Linked DNA regions of Triticum aestivum: all the other regions are linked to region 2. A link is a contact called in public Hi-C data. All regions are on one chromosome and are shown on one strand. Each heading gives the region's core, a stretch centred on a gene start, on an enhancer-like site or on the middle of the called end of the contact. The rest is flanking DNA. Distances are from core to core; before and after follow the strand shown.

Evidence for each region. A called contact is a pair of places that touch in the nucleus more often than the background predicts.
Region 1: a Hi-C map of leaf shows a contact between it and region 2, with 6 times the contacts expected there. The contact joins the promoter of LOC123136990 here to the promoter of LOC123136988 in region 2. A contact is called at or near these places in 2 of 5 Hi-C or Micro-C datasets (both in leaf).
Region 3: a contact with region 2 is called in a Hi-C map of leaf, with 4 times the contacts expected there. The contact joins the enhancer-like site here to the promoter of LOC123136988 in region 2. A contact is called at or near these places in 2 of 5 Hi-C or Micro-C datasets (both in leaf).

What each region holds. Positions count from the first base shown.
Region 1 is chr6B:295,046,971-295,050,865 of IWGSC CS RefSeq v2.1, forward strand. It overlaps LOC123136990, which reads left to right and starts at 1,662. Exons shown (of 17, transcript XR_006467617.1): 1 at 1,662-2,675; 2 at 2,877-3,281.
Region 2 is chr6B:294,902,663-294,906,744 of IWGSC CS RefSeq v2.1, forward strand. It overlaps LOC123136988 (protein GRAVITROPIC IN THE LIGHT 1), which reads left to right and starts at 1,864. Exons shown (of 2, transcript XM_044556515.1): 1 at 1,864-2,092.
Region 3 is chr6B:294,749,336-294,753,719 of IWGSC CS RefSeq v2.1, forward strand. It overlaps the pseudogene LOC123136984. Among protein-coding and RNA genes, the nearest start is that of LOC123136986, 15 kb to the right of the region's middle. Within about 2 kb of position 1,411, at least 6 of the 8 cell types and tissues checked have an H3K27ac peak or open chromatin away from gene starts, as enhancers often do. A contact at or near this core is called in leaf, where this site is marked.

The DNA of each region.
Region 1 (3,895 bases), core at 412-2,911, 140 kb after region 2:
TCCGCACCTTCTTGAAAAAGAGTCGAAGTAGACTTGGCATCATTAATGCCACAAAGAGGGATGGCGGTGAAGTAGAACTTGGGAGCATCGTCTTGGATCTTGTCGGGCTTGGACATCTTGGTGGTGCTATCCTCATGCTCGTTCTCATGGAGCTTGGTCGTCGCGAAGTGAGCTTGGGGTGGATAAGCCTTGGTCTTCATGAGTTATTGTTCCGCCTTGAGAGCACCAATGTAGTTGTCGTCGAGGGACTTGTAGTTTTTGAGGAAGATAGTCTTGGAAATGTCGTTGTTCAATCCCATCATGAAATGGAACTTCATCAAAATGGGGTCGTCATTGCCGGCTCGTCGCAAGGCATTCTTCATCTCCTTGAAGTACGCGTCGATGGATTTGGATCCTTGGGTGGAGTTCTCCAATTGGCGTAGAAGTTGTTCCGTGTAGGTTGGAGGCATGAACTCTCACCGCATAGCTCTCTTTGTTTTGGGCCAACTCATGCCGTAGCTCTCCGAAGGCGTGTGAAGCCACCATGTGCACGAGTAGTCATGGAAGTTCCTTGTGGCGCACTTCACTTGATCTTCGGGGTGAACTTGATGTAGCTTGAGGTAGTCATCCATCAATCGCTCCCAGTCGAGATACTCCTCGGGTTCTAGAGTCCCATAGAAAGGAATCTCGTGGTCGGTGTCGAGGTCTTAGTAGCTCGTGGAAGTCGCGGACTTGAGCTTGGGGAGCTTCTCTGGAGCATAGCCTTGAGGTTCTTGTTGGCGAAGATGCCGAATATCTGTAGGAGAATATGCCTTGAAGTCGCTTGGCGAAGATGCCAAGGAAGATGGTGAAGCCATAAAGCGGTGGTTGGTGTTGAGTTCTTGACCTTCACATTCTTGTTGGTGATGGTGTCGATGCCGATGTGATCTTGCCCGAGATGGTAGCTCGAAAGGATGTGCTCTTGAGCGTCTTCTAGAAGATGAGGAAGATCGCTTGCAGGACTTGATGAGGGATTTGATCGCCTCCATTTGAGCTTGCATCTTGGCGTCAAAGTTGTTGTTCGTGGCATCGAACTCATCATTGTTGTAGACTGAAGGAGGTGTGCTTTGCCTATCCATCACAAGACTCGAGTAGAGGTGAGTAGGAAATAAGATAAACAATACCAAGTTACCTTTTCTTAAAGTTGAGGATGTATCCTGTTTCACTCAGTGTGAAATGAAAAAATAGTGGTACTGGTACCAGACTTGTTCACTCACACCCATCAAGTAAAGTTTATGGAGTAGCTTGGTGAGGATAGTGGCACAAAAATTTGATGCAAAATGTTAGCAAGACTCAACAATGTTGAAAGAGATTCAAAAATTCGCAAGTCAAATAAGTAGACCAATAGCAATGAATGGCACACGAAAACGCACACACGGATAGATAAATGGGGTCGTGCAACCAAGGAATGAGCATAAAATGTGGAATCCACGAAAAATGCTCGTGTTGCACAACTCAAGAGAGACGCTAACACGATTGCTCAATAGGCGGGTATGACACTTGTGCACAACCTATGATCTCTACTCCTAATGGAGCAGTTGGTAGTCTCCGCCGGTCAATTTTCGTCTCACCTTTGCTGGGTTTTTTTCATCCTAAAAAAATCTACGAAATTTCGTAGGTTAACCAGGACAACTATGACGACGCCTTAGCCTCCCTCGCACGAAAAAAACCATCCTCTCGATCCACCCCTCGTGCGACCGCTCTCTTCTCCTCTCCTCCCGATGCGGCGCTGCCCCCATCTCTTGCTCCGCCGCCGCCCGTCACCTCCTCGGCCTCCCCGCCGCCCCCTCCGCACGACGCCTCACCGACATCGATCTCGCCCCTAAGGACTCAACTCCGCCGGCCTCGCCATCCTCTCCATCACTGTGGTCACGGTCTCTGGCGCCGGCACGGACGTTGGCGGCGGTAAGGCGAGGGCTCGCGGCGAGGGAAGCACCGTGGAGCCACTCGATCCCGCGCCTCCACCGACCGCAGCCTCCTCTGTTCAATCCACCCCTCCACCATCCAACGCCTCTCTCTCCCTGGCCTCCCGATCCCAGCCGCCAGGAGGCACCCCACCCCGCGCGACGCTCGATCCGGTGTCGCGCCGATCTGGCGGCGGGTGCAGCGTCTTGCTCCGATGGCGACGACATCCTGCTGATCCAGGGAAAGGGAGAGACAGGGCGTAAGGGAGAGAGGAAAGAGAGGAAGAAAGGAGAAGGAGAAGGGGCACAAGGCGAGGAAGGCGGTCGCGGGCGGTGGCGGCTCTGGTGACCGGCCGGCGGGTAGGGAGACGAGCTCCTGTTGAGGCGGCGGGGCTCGGTGCGGGCTGGTTCCGCCGGATCGAGCCTTGGCTCTCCCAAGGCGGCGGTTGCGGGCTTGGATCAGGGTGGTCCTTCTCCCCCGCCCTCCCCCTCCATGGCCAATGGCACAAGGTGCGGCGACCTCTTCGGCCCCCTGCCATGGCTCCTGTCTCTCCCCCCCACCAGTGCCCTCCTTACCCCTTCCCCACTCCCGGCTGATCCCCAAGGCTGCACCCTCCCGCTTTCATTAGATCTGGTCCGGACAGGACCGAGTTCCCCCGATGGCCTTGATAGAGCTGTGCGAGGATGAGGAGACCATCACCTGCTCTAGCTGCGCAAGGCCACGCAGAGAGGCCGACCTCATCCTCCATCAAGGTTGCATGGCTCCCTCTCCTCTGCTTGATTCCCCCTTTTGAATTTTCTATGGTACTCCCTCCATTTCAAAATAGATGATCCAACTTTGTGTTAAAGTTAGTACAAAGTTGAGTCATCTATTTTGGAACGGAGGGAGTAGCAAGTAGTGTACTTGATCTACCTTCAGTTAGAGAAAAATATGACAATGTAATTTTGATCCAGGTCTTGACTCCAATCTTCGGACAGAACAATGTAATATATATATGCAGCTTGCAGTCTTTGTCACCCTGTGACAAATCTGGGTCCTATGCATACTAAATGTGCATCTTGGCCTGGCTCTTGGCACACGCACAATCCATCAGATGAACATAGCACTCTTGGAGTACTCATGTATTTCCTAGAGCAATATTACTTACATTTAGTTTCATGCCATCATGGAAATTCAGACGGGCGTTTCGCAGAGTGTTCAGAATAATACTTTGCAAGGGACAGCAGCATGATGTCAAGCAGCAGCAGCAGCAGCAGGTTCTGCAGCTTCGACGACCCTGGTGAGTCCACGGTCGTGCTCAACTCCTGCCAGGAGGGCGCGAAGGAGTTTCCCCTTGAACCCCATGACCTGATTCTCAGGTTCGTAATTTAGCCTATTTTTGGCTGTTGATCACTCCTTTGTTTCTTTGTACATGTTCTGATTAATGGTGCTTTGGAACAGTTCAACATGTAGTTTTTGATGGGATTTAGTAATTTTGGGTTGTTGAGCAAGATCGTGGAAGCTAAGGCTGTTGATTCATGTGCAATTAGTATCCTTTTTTTCTTTCTTAGATTTTTTGCGTTTTTTCTTAGATGTTTTTCTTTCTTAGATGACATATGTTTTAACCTCAGATGGCAATAAACAAGAAATTATAGCCGTTTGTTTTAGTGAAGAAGACCGTCTTGTACTATCTCCTTAGTGCTCCTCTTTTTTCATAATTTCATATTTCCTTTGCATCATAATAACTGAATGGTATATTTTTTTGCTCTAAATTCTAACCACAGAAAATATTGAGTTGCATCTTCTATGTTATATTCTTTCTTTTAGATTTATTCAAACGCTATCTGAAAAATATGCTAATATTCCACAAAATTGAATAGTTCTTTTGGGTAGTTATTCATGAAACAAGCTATTCTGTGGTAGCACACATGCACTTTATGCACTATGCATTTCCTATATGATTTCTTCATATGTGACACATGTGGTTAATAAG
Region 2 (4,082 bases), core at 614-3,113:
TCGCGCAAGCAATGAGGAGCACACCACCATGCCTTCATGTCCTTACTGACACCTGCCTCAAGCCATTAAGCTCACTCCGTCTATAAGTTTAGTGTTGGTTCTTTGTGCGCACATCCATCTCTTAGATGGTTCAAGATCAGGAGTGAGGCGGGATCCACTAAGATCACCCTGTCTATAAGTTTAGTGCTGGTTCTTGATGTGCACATCCATCTCTAGGATGGTTCAAGATCAGGAATGAGGCGGGAAGGAGGCTCACGAGGGCCATAATGAGATTGGAGTCTCTAAAGATTATGGAAGTGGAGCACCGGGTCACTCTCCTCCAACTACAGTGGTTGTTCGGCCAACAGGGGTCAGAGATGTAGGAGAGTAACGATGACGCAGGCTCGTTGAGCACACTAGGGAGCTAAACAATTGATGGCATGTACATTATCAGAACTTGTTTTTATGAGAAATAAATCATCATTGCTAGAAAGTTGCTTAATACAGGCGTAGGCTACCTAATAGCATCAAATAATTCTAATATGACATTCCGGTGAAGGAGCACTACCCCATTGAGTGTGATGTTCAACAAATTAATGCTGACAAGATGGAGGAGACCATGATTCCTCTTCCGGTGGACCTTCATGTAAAGGAGAAATTACAACATTGTGATATTGAACTTTCATGTGAAGGCTAAATTAAAACATTGTGATATATCAACTAAAATTGTGCACTTATTTATTGATGAAATTGTTAAAGCATGATTATTGACTCATTTCCCTACATTGTTGCCTGTAGCAACGCACGGGCATTAGTATCAACATTTTGCAACAATATCTCTTCTTTTACTTAGTCCAAGATGCTAGAATCAACACGAGGTCAGAAGTTTTGCGAGAAGGAAACTATCCAGACGTTGGCGACATTATTTGATAGCTGGGCTAGGATGGACAACATCTCATCGTGCAACATGGTAAGTAAAGTATTTTGTCTATTGTTATCATAGTTTATTGTTGTTTGTAATAGCTCCAGTTGTAGATTTATCTTTCCTATGCATCCATCGGCCAATACATCTTGTATGTCATCGACAAAGAGGCACGTCGTCTATATATTATGGACCTTATTCAAACATCACAATCGTTAGAGGATAAAAATTTGAGGCATGCACTGAAATTAAGAAGTTCTGCAAGAGATTTCAAAGAAGCACTTGAAATAAAGTTGCCTGGTTGGAATTTTGATATATCTAAATGGCAACGTTTATTTCCGTTTGGTATTCCAACAAATATAGATGGGTAATGAATTCATAATAAAAACATTTATTTTTGTTATCACTATATTCTTACTATTAATTTAAAAAATTACAGGAATGTGTCTGGCTATTTTGTTTTTTATTTTATGCTCTGGTGGAACGGTAATCAATTGGTCAAGCCGGTTTGCGTGGTGAGTATTGTTTTAAGACCTTCGGCGTGAAATTTGCATACTAACTACACATATTGTTTGTGCAGGATGGGTATGAGTTGAGGAAGCGGTTTTTATTATACTTGCTAAATCATCGTGGGAATGAAGCTAAAGACAACTTTCTTGATATCGTGAAAGAATTTCTTAAGTGCATCATCTAGATATGGATGGTTTTGTAATAGATGTTTAGTTGGAACATCGCTTAGTCTGTTACATGGACATATCGTTAATCTTTCTTTTTGTTATCAATTTACATTGCACGAATGGACTTCAATTATTTAATAATTGTGTGTGTTATAGTGTTTATACATTTGTAATTTAACATATAACTCTTGCAAAATAATTCAAGAGCCTATGGCAACGCACGGACACTCTACTAGTAGTTTATGTACAGGGTACCACTATCCCCATTTTCCCGTTTCTATGGATCCCTCTCATCCGCCGCCTTCGCCTCACTCGCGAGCACCCTCGTTCGCCTCCTCGACACTGCGCTCCTTTCCCCTCGCCAGACCTGGCCGCGTCCCCACCGCCCTCGATCCCTCCCACTCTCCCTGGCCGCGTCGACTGGCCGGATCTCCGCGCCCAGATCGCCGGGACACCTCCTCCCCTGGAGCAGCTGCCGTCATCACCGCGCCGGACTCCTCACTCCCGGATTCAGGTGGAGTCCGCCCCCCCCCCCCCCCCCCCCCCCCGTTCCAGTTTCCTGATTAAATGCTGGGTGCTGGCTAGCTGCTATTGTCGCTATTTACCATCCTTCCAATTATGCTGTCAATAGCAGATTCATGCACACTATATGTTGCCCTCCCTTTGCTGAAATCGATATGTTTCACTTCTTGCTGGCAAAATTTTCGAGTTATGTTAGAGAGGCGCTGCAGATAACTTTGAAAAGATGAACTTATGAGGCCAACAGAAAACCATAACATGCCTATTGCTTCTCTTCAGCGCTGTTTGCTTATACCAATGCGTAGCATGATCTAGGTTTTCGTTTTCTCGATGGTTTATTGTTTAAGGAAAGGATAACCAGCTGAGAGAGCAGTCATCCTAGTTGTTGTAATGTGTGGGTTCATGATGTTCATCCTAAGAAACACCCATGTGATATAGCTACTCAATCAAACTTGAGATATATCTATCACTATGATGGCACGAATTTCTCTAATCAGCTGAGGGTGACAATTGTTGCGGGACAGCCTACATGTCTCTGTTGAGGAACAAGTGGCTATCTTCCTTCTGGTACTCACCTGTAACCATAGGTTTAGGGCTTTTACTTTCTGCATTCTTTTTTAGTGTTTTAGTTTTTTGGTCTTGTAAGAAAGTTGTAGACCTTGTGGTGCCCGGGTTTCATGGTAATGGAAACCGTAGGATTAGGGCTATGCAACCGACATTTGGTGGAGCAAAGAAAATTTATGGAAGGCCCTATGCGGCCAGGGGCAGGGGTCGAATTTGTCTGGGAAGAGCGGATTGCAGCGAGAAGGTAAATTGCAGGGAAGCTGAGGTTGTCGGCTTCAATTCTGACGGCCCCAGCTGCTGGAGTGCTGAAGCCATAACCGCCTGGTTTGAAACAGACAGGAGATCCGCGAGGTGGTAAAAGGAAGAGTTTGGTTGGGGAAGTGGGAACCAGTCCACTAGCCAAATCGAGGCTTAGTGGATTCCCAGTGAACAGGAACATACATGTGAAATTGTGATGGAGGAGAGGAGAGTGGATGAGTGGAGTACGATGGTGTGTGACAAGTGGGTTCTCAACTGAGCTGGGTATGATTATCCAAACATACCTGTCTCGCGCTATCAAGCCAGACAACGCATGGATCTCATAGTAGCCTATCATATACGAATCCCACTAATTATCTAGAGCTCATCTGGAGCAATGCATGTCTACATGGAATCCCAATAAAAATTAATTGCAAGGCATCAAGAAACTCTTAATTACCAATACCTAATATTGTCAACATCGACTCCCATTTCCAAGTCAACTTAACGATTCATATTAAGGCAACACAGATCAAACTGTCCCTAAGTCAGACAACAAACATGATAGCTTTTTCTTCAGTGGTATTCCAGACATTTTAAACTTTAATTACAGCTCATACAGCAAGCATCACTAAAAGCCAGTTCAGCCACTTCTCTGGGAGCCAGCCAGAAGCCACTTCCGGAGAAGCTTTAGACGCCCAACATGCTTGTCATATAGTTGAATGTTACATGTTTTATGACTTTGTTCCCTGTGGGCTTTGCTGAATTTGACATTTATGGCATGGAGTTTATAGTAGACGGTTGGTACATGAAGGGAAAATTCAAGTATAGTTTAGAAAATAGACTTTCTCTATGCATTTATATTAAGATTAATAAAATTTGGGCCTGCTATAGTCAATACTTGGGAGGAAAGCAATGTATAATTGGGCTGCACATGGTTTGATTAGAGGGCAATCAACACCATCATCATCAGTGTAGGATATGTGATGGTTAAGCTTTTTAATCTGGATCAGCGACCTGTAAAGAGGCAGGGAGTTGATTATGATTATGATTGGTATCTAAAGATGACATTGGTTTGACCCATATAGGCTGCCTGCTTTGTAGTTTCTTGTACTTTCAGTTACATGGACCATATGCCTTGAAATGAATCTTCTCATGGCACCCTAATGAGTAAAGTGCAGTTC
Region 3 (4,384 bases), core at 161-2,660, 150 kb before region 2:
CTTCTCTTTTACTGGCAATAAATATGTTCAACATCAGGGTATTTGTTTGAGGAGACCTCATTTAGCTATTGAGTCTTTAGCAGCATTTTCATTATGCAAATGAAGCCATGATCAACCTGTATCGCATGCTTATCAATGCTTTGCAGATTGAAATACTTAGCAGCATGCGGCATCCAAACATGGTCCTGCTGCTCGGAGCATGCCCGGAGTATGGCTGTCTGGTGTACGAGTACATGGACTACGGAAGCCTAGAGGACCGGCTCTGCAGAAGAGGCAACACCAAACCAATCCCATGGAGCATCCGCTTCAGGATCGCCGCAGATATCGCTACCGGCCTTCTCTTCCTCCACCAGGCGAAGCCAGAACCACTTGTCCACCGAGACCTGAAGCCCGGCAACATCCTCCTCGACCACAACTTCGTCAGCAAGATCAGCGACGTCGGCCTCGCGAGGCTGGTGCCACAGTCCATAGCTGAAGTCACACAGTACAGGATGACGTCCACAGCCGGCACATTCTGCTACATCGACCCTGAGTACCAGCAGACGGGCATGCTGACCACCAAATCCGACATATACTCGTTCGGCATCCTGCTGCTCCAGATCATCACAACCAGGTCCCCCATGGGCCTCACGCACCAAGTCGAGCATGCCATAGAGAAAGGAGCCTTCCAGGAGGTACTCGACCCGACGGTGACAGACTGGCCAGTGGAAGAGGCCCTGGCGTTCACGCAGCTGGCTTTGAAATGTGCGGAGGTACGGAAGAAGGACCGGCCAGATCTCGGAAAAGAAATCTTGCCAGAGTTGAACAGGCTGCGGACTCTTGGACAGGAGTATGAAGCTGCCCAGGTCAGCAACACGAGCTACTCGAGCGCCACTTCACACAGTTTCAACAATGATGATGTATCGTCGCCATAAGAATGAATCTTCCATGGTTGTAATCTGGAAAGTCAAGCATGTACATACAGAGAGACAGACAGGAGAGCTGCCTTCCGAGCCTTGGAAAAAAGGCACTGCTGCCTTTGCTCTGCTCATATCCGGACTCAGATGATATGAACATGGATTGCGTTGCAGCAGGCGATGAAGAGGCCAACATAGTCACGGACTTTAGCATGTAGGAAAAGAGGAGCATATAAAGGAAACTCAAGGCAATGCCTGTATGTAACATACAAAAAATAACAAGTTGTAAAAGCAGCCTCAAGTTTTCAACTATGTTTTGCCTCTATTTTCATCCATCACCAGAGGTCACCACACAAGGTCCTTGAGAAATCCGCTTCGGTACAACCCCCCTCACAAAACGTATAAAGGGTAATCTGGACATTTCACAACTTCCGTATGTATGTGCGTCAGCCACCTAGAAGTATATGCCGTACGATTGGGAAGAGGACCCGCTACTGGCCCAGCCCACTAACAGGGACCATATAGAGCAGCACGCCCGCTGCTGGGCCGGCCCACCAACAGGAACCGGAATAGAGCATATAGAGTCACCAAAAAGAATAAATGCCATGGCAAGATTCGAACACGTGACATTACACCGTCTAAGGTGTGCTGCTAGCCAGTCGACCTATTAACTGCTTTGTGTTTTAAGCCAACGCGGGTATTTTATTAACACACAGAAGCGGCACAATTGAAACAGTGTTTACAGAACTTTGAAATATCTGAAAATTGTGACCATCTTTTAAATGCCGAATATTTCTTCAAATTCTGTGAACAATATTATAAAACAAAATTTGGAAACACGATCATTTTTTGAAATCCACAAACTTTTTGTAATACGCTAATTGTTTTTGAAATCAAAGTTTTTTTAATATTGAAACATTATTTGAATCTATGAAAAATACTTAAAATGAGAACAATTTCTTGAAAACTCAAATAAAATTTTAAAAAATTGGAACACATTTTGAAATTCCGAACACATTCTAAAATGAGAATAAAAATTGAAATTCGAAAAAAAAAACACGAGCAACTTTTAAAACTCTAAGCTATTTACAGAACACAAACAAATTTTCAAATTCATTTTTTTTAAATTGTGAACAATGTTTAAACCGTAAAGAAAATTTTGAAACTCCGTTTTTTGGAAAACATGCACAAATTAAAAAATCTGAACATGTTATCAAACGTGAAGGATTCTTGAAAACATGACGAAAATTAGAATTTGTGATCATCTTTTGAAAAAAAAAAGTGAACAATTTTTTAATATGTTGATTTTTTTAAAAAAATTATGAATTTTTCTAAAAGAAACAGAACAAAAAGAAACAAAAAATAGAAAATAAAAACAAAACCAAAACTGAGAAAAATCAGGAAAAATGGTTTAGGAACTTTCTAGTAGTCGTCAAACTGGCTAGTAACCTTCCAGAAGATTTGCAATACCGGTGGCTCGAACGCTGAGATGGGCCCGCCCATTCTACAATCGTGTGTGCGATTGTCTGACGATTTGCCGTAACAAAAAAGGTCAATAAATGGACAGACATGTCGTGACTTGCATACTATGTCGAAACTCGCTCAAATCTGGCATGGATGCCTACCATGGGCAATGCCCACCTTCGTGCAAAATTCGAGGTCATTTCATGAATGACAAAAATTAGGCCATATGTTCAACGGAGGGTGCCCGCGTAGGCAAAAAGGTTCTGTTTGAGAGCACGTTGTTTCTCAACATCGTTGAAATGGCTCGAATTCCGCTCATGGACTTGTATGACCAATTCAAGGCACCATGCCAAGCTGTTTGGGTTTCCAACAAGTATTGCATTTTCTAAAGTTTTCTCGGTCAAAAAAGACTGATAAATGGTTGGATGTGTTGCAACTTGCATACGGTGTTGAAATTCGTTCAAACATGGCATAGATGCCTACAATGGGCATTCTCACCTACTTACAAAAGTTAGAGTTATTTCAAGAATGTCCAAAATTAGACCATATTTAGTGGAGGGTGTCCTGCCAGAAGGCACCGTCTGAGAGCACGTAGTTTCTTGACAACCTTCGAATGAACTCAAGATTTTTTCATGACCTTGTATCACTAATTTGAGACATCATGTCAAGTCGTTTGGGTTTTCGACAAGTTTTGCCTTTTCTGTAGTTTTCTTGATAAAAAATGCTCATAAATGATCGGACCTATCGCAACTTGCATACGGCGTCGAAAATCGTTCAAACATGGCATGGAAGCCTAACAAGGTCATGCCGACCTGTTCACGAGAGTTGAGGTCATTTTAAAAATGTCAAAAAAATAGTTTGTTGTTTCGCACATACCAGGTCGATATGAGTGAACATGGGTCTGCCCATTTTAATCTGTTCGTTGCCTCTGAGATGCCGTTTTTTGAAAGATGGTTCCAGGTCGGTTTTACCGGTTTGGGAAAATGTTCATGAATTAATTTTTTCTTTTTTCCATTTCTTTTTTCTTTTCCAAGACTGTAAAGTTCAAAAATGTTCAACATATTTATTTATCTATTCACATTTTCCAAGAAGTTTGAAGAATTCGAAAAATGGTCTCGTTTTCAAAAAGTTCAGAGTTTTAAAATTGTTTGGAATTCAGTTTTCCCATTTTTCAAAATTTGTTCAGAGTTTCAAAATGTGTTCGACTTTCAAAAAATTGTTTGCCTTTTCATATGTTATTCAAATTTTAAACAATGTTCGCCTTTAAAATAGTTACGTTCAAAATTCCAAAAAAGTTCAAATAGGTCGTCGTTCATACTCTCCCCGCCTGGGCATATTGGGCACAATGACCAAAACTCTAGGACCAAGGCTTCGTCGCATGGGAACTAAATACTTCCTCCATCTAGGTGTGTAAGTCATCTTATGAAAACCAAATAATCCCAAAATACTTAGGCGCGGTGCATTAATTTCTACCTCGTTTCTTGTTTCTTCACATATCAACCAATAAGAGACGATGGGTGTGCATGCTTTTAATTACTTGAGACTACCAAACACGACATGCAGTGATTAGTTCATTGCATGCAATGCTATTAATTAGCATATAAACATTAAGGTCTCTTGTTTTCCCCTCCTCCTTGGTCACGGTGCACAACCTAAGATGACTTAGAGGGTGCTTGGATACGTTTTAGTCCCACGACTAAAAGTAGTGGGACTAAAACTTGCTAGCCTCACCCATGCTTGGATACAAATACTAAATAGACTAAAATGAGTTAATGAGCATTTATTATCCTTCAAACACTCCAATCCCGAACTCGCATGTGTTAAAGGAGAGGAGTTAAATGAGAAGAGAGAGGACTAATCCACATTTTAGTAGGGTTTCCTTGACTAAAATTTTTTAGTCTCAAGATTAGTTCTAGCCTTTCTTTAGTCAGGGGTGATTGGAACTTTAGCCTCTAAAAGAGACTAATTTTAGTCAGATTAAAAATAGTCTCTTGGATCCAAGCATGGCCTTACTCACCTAGACG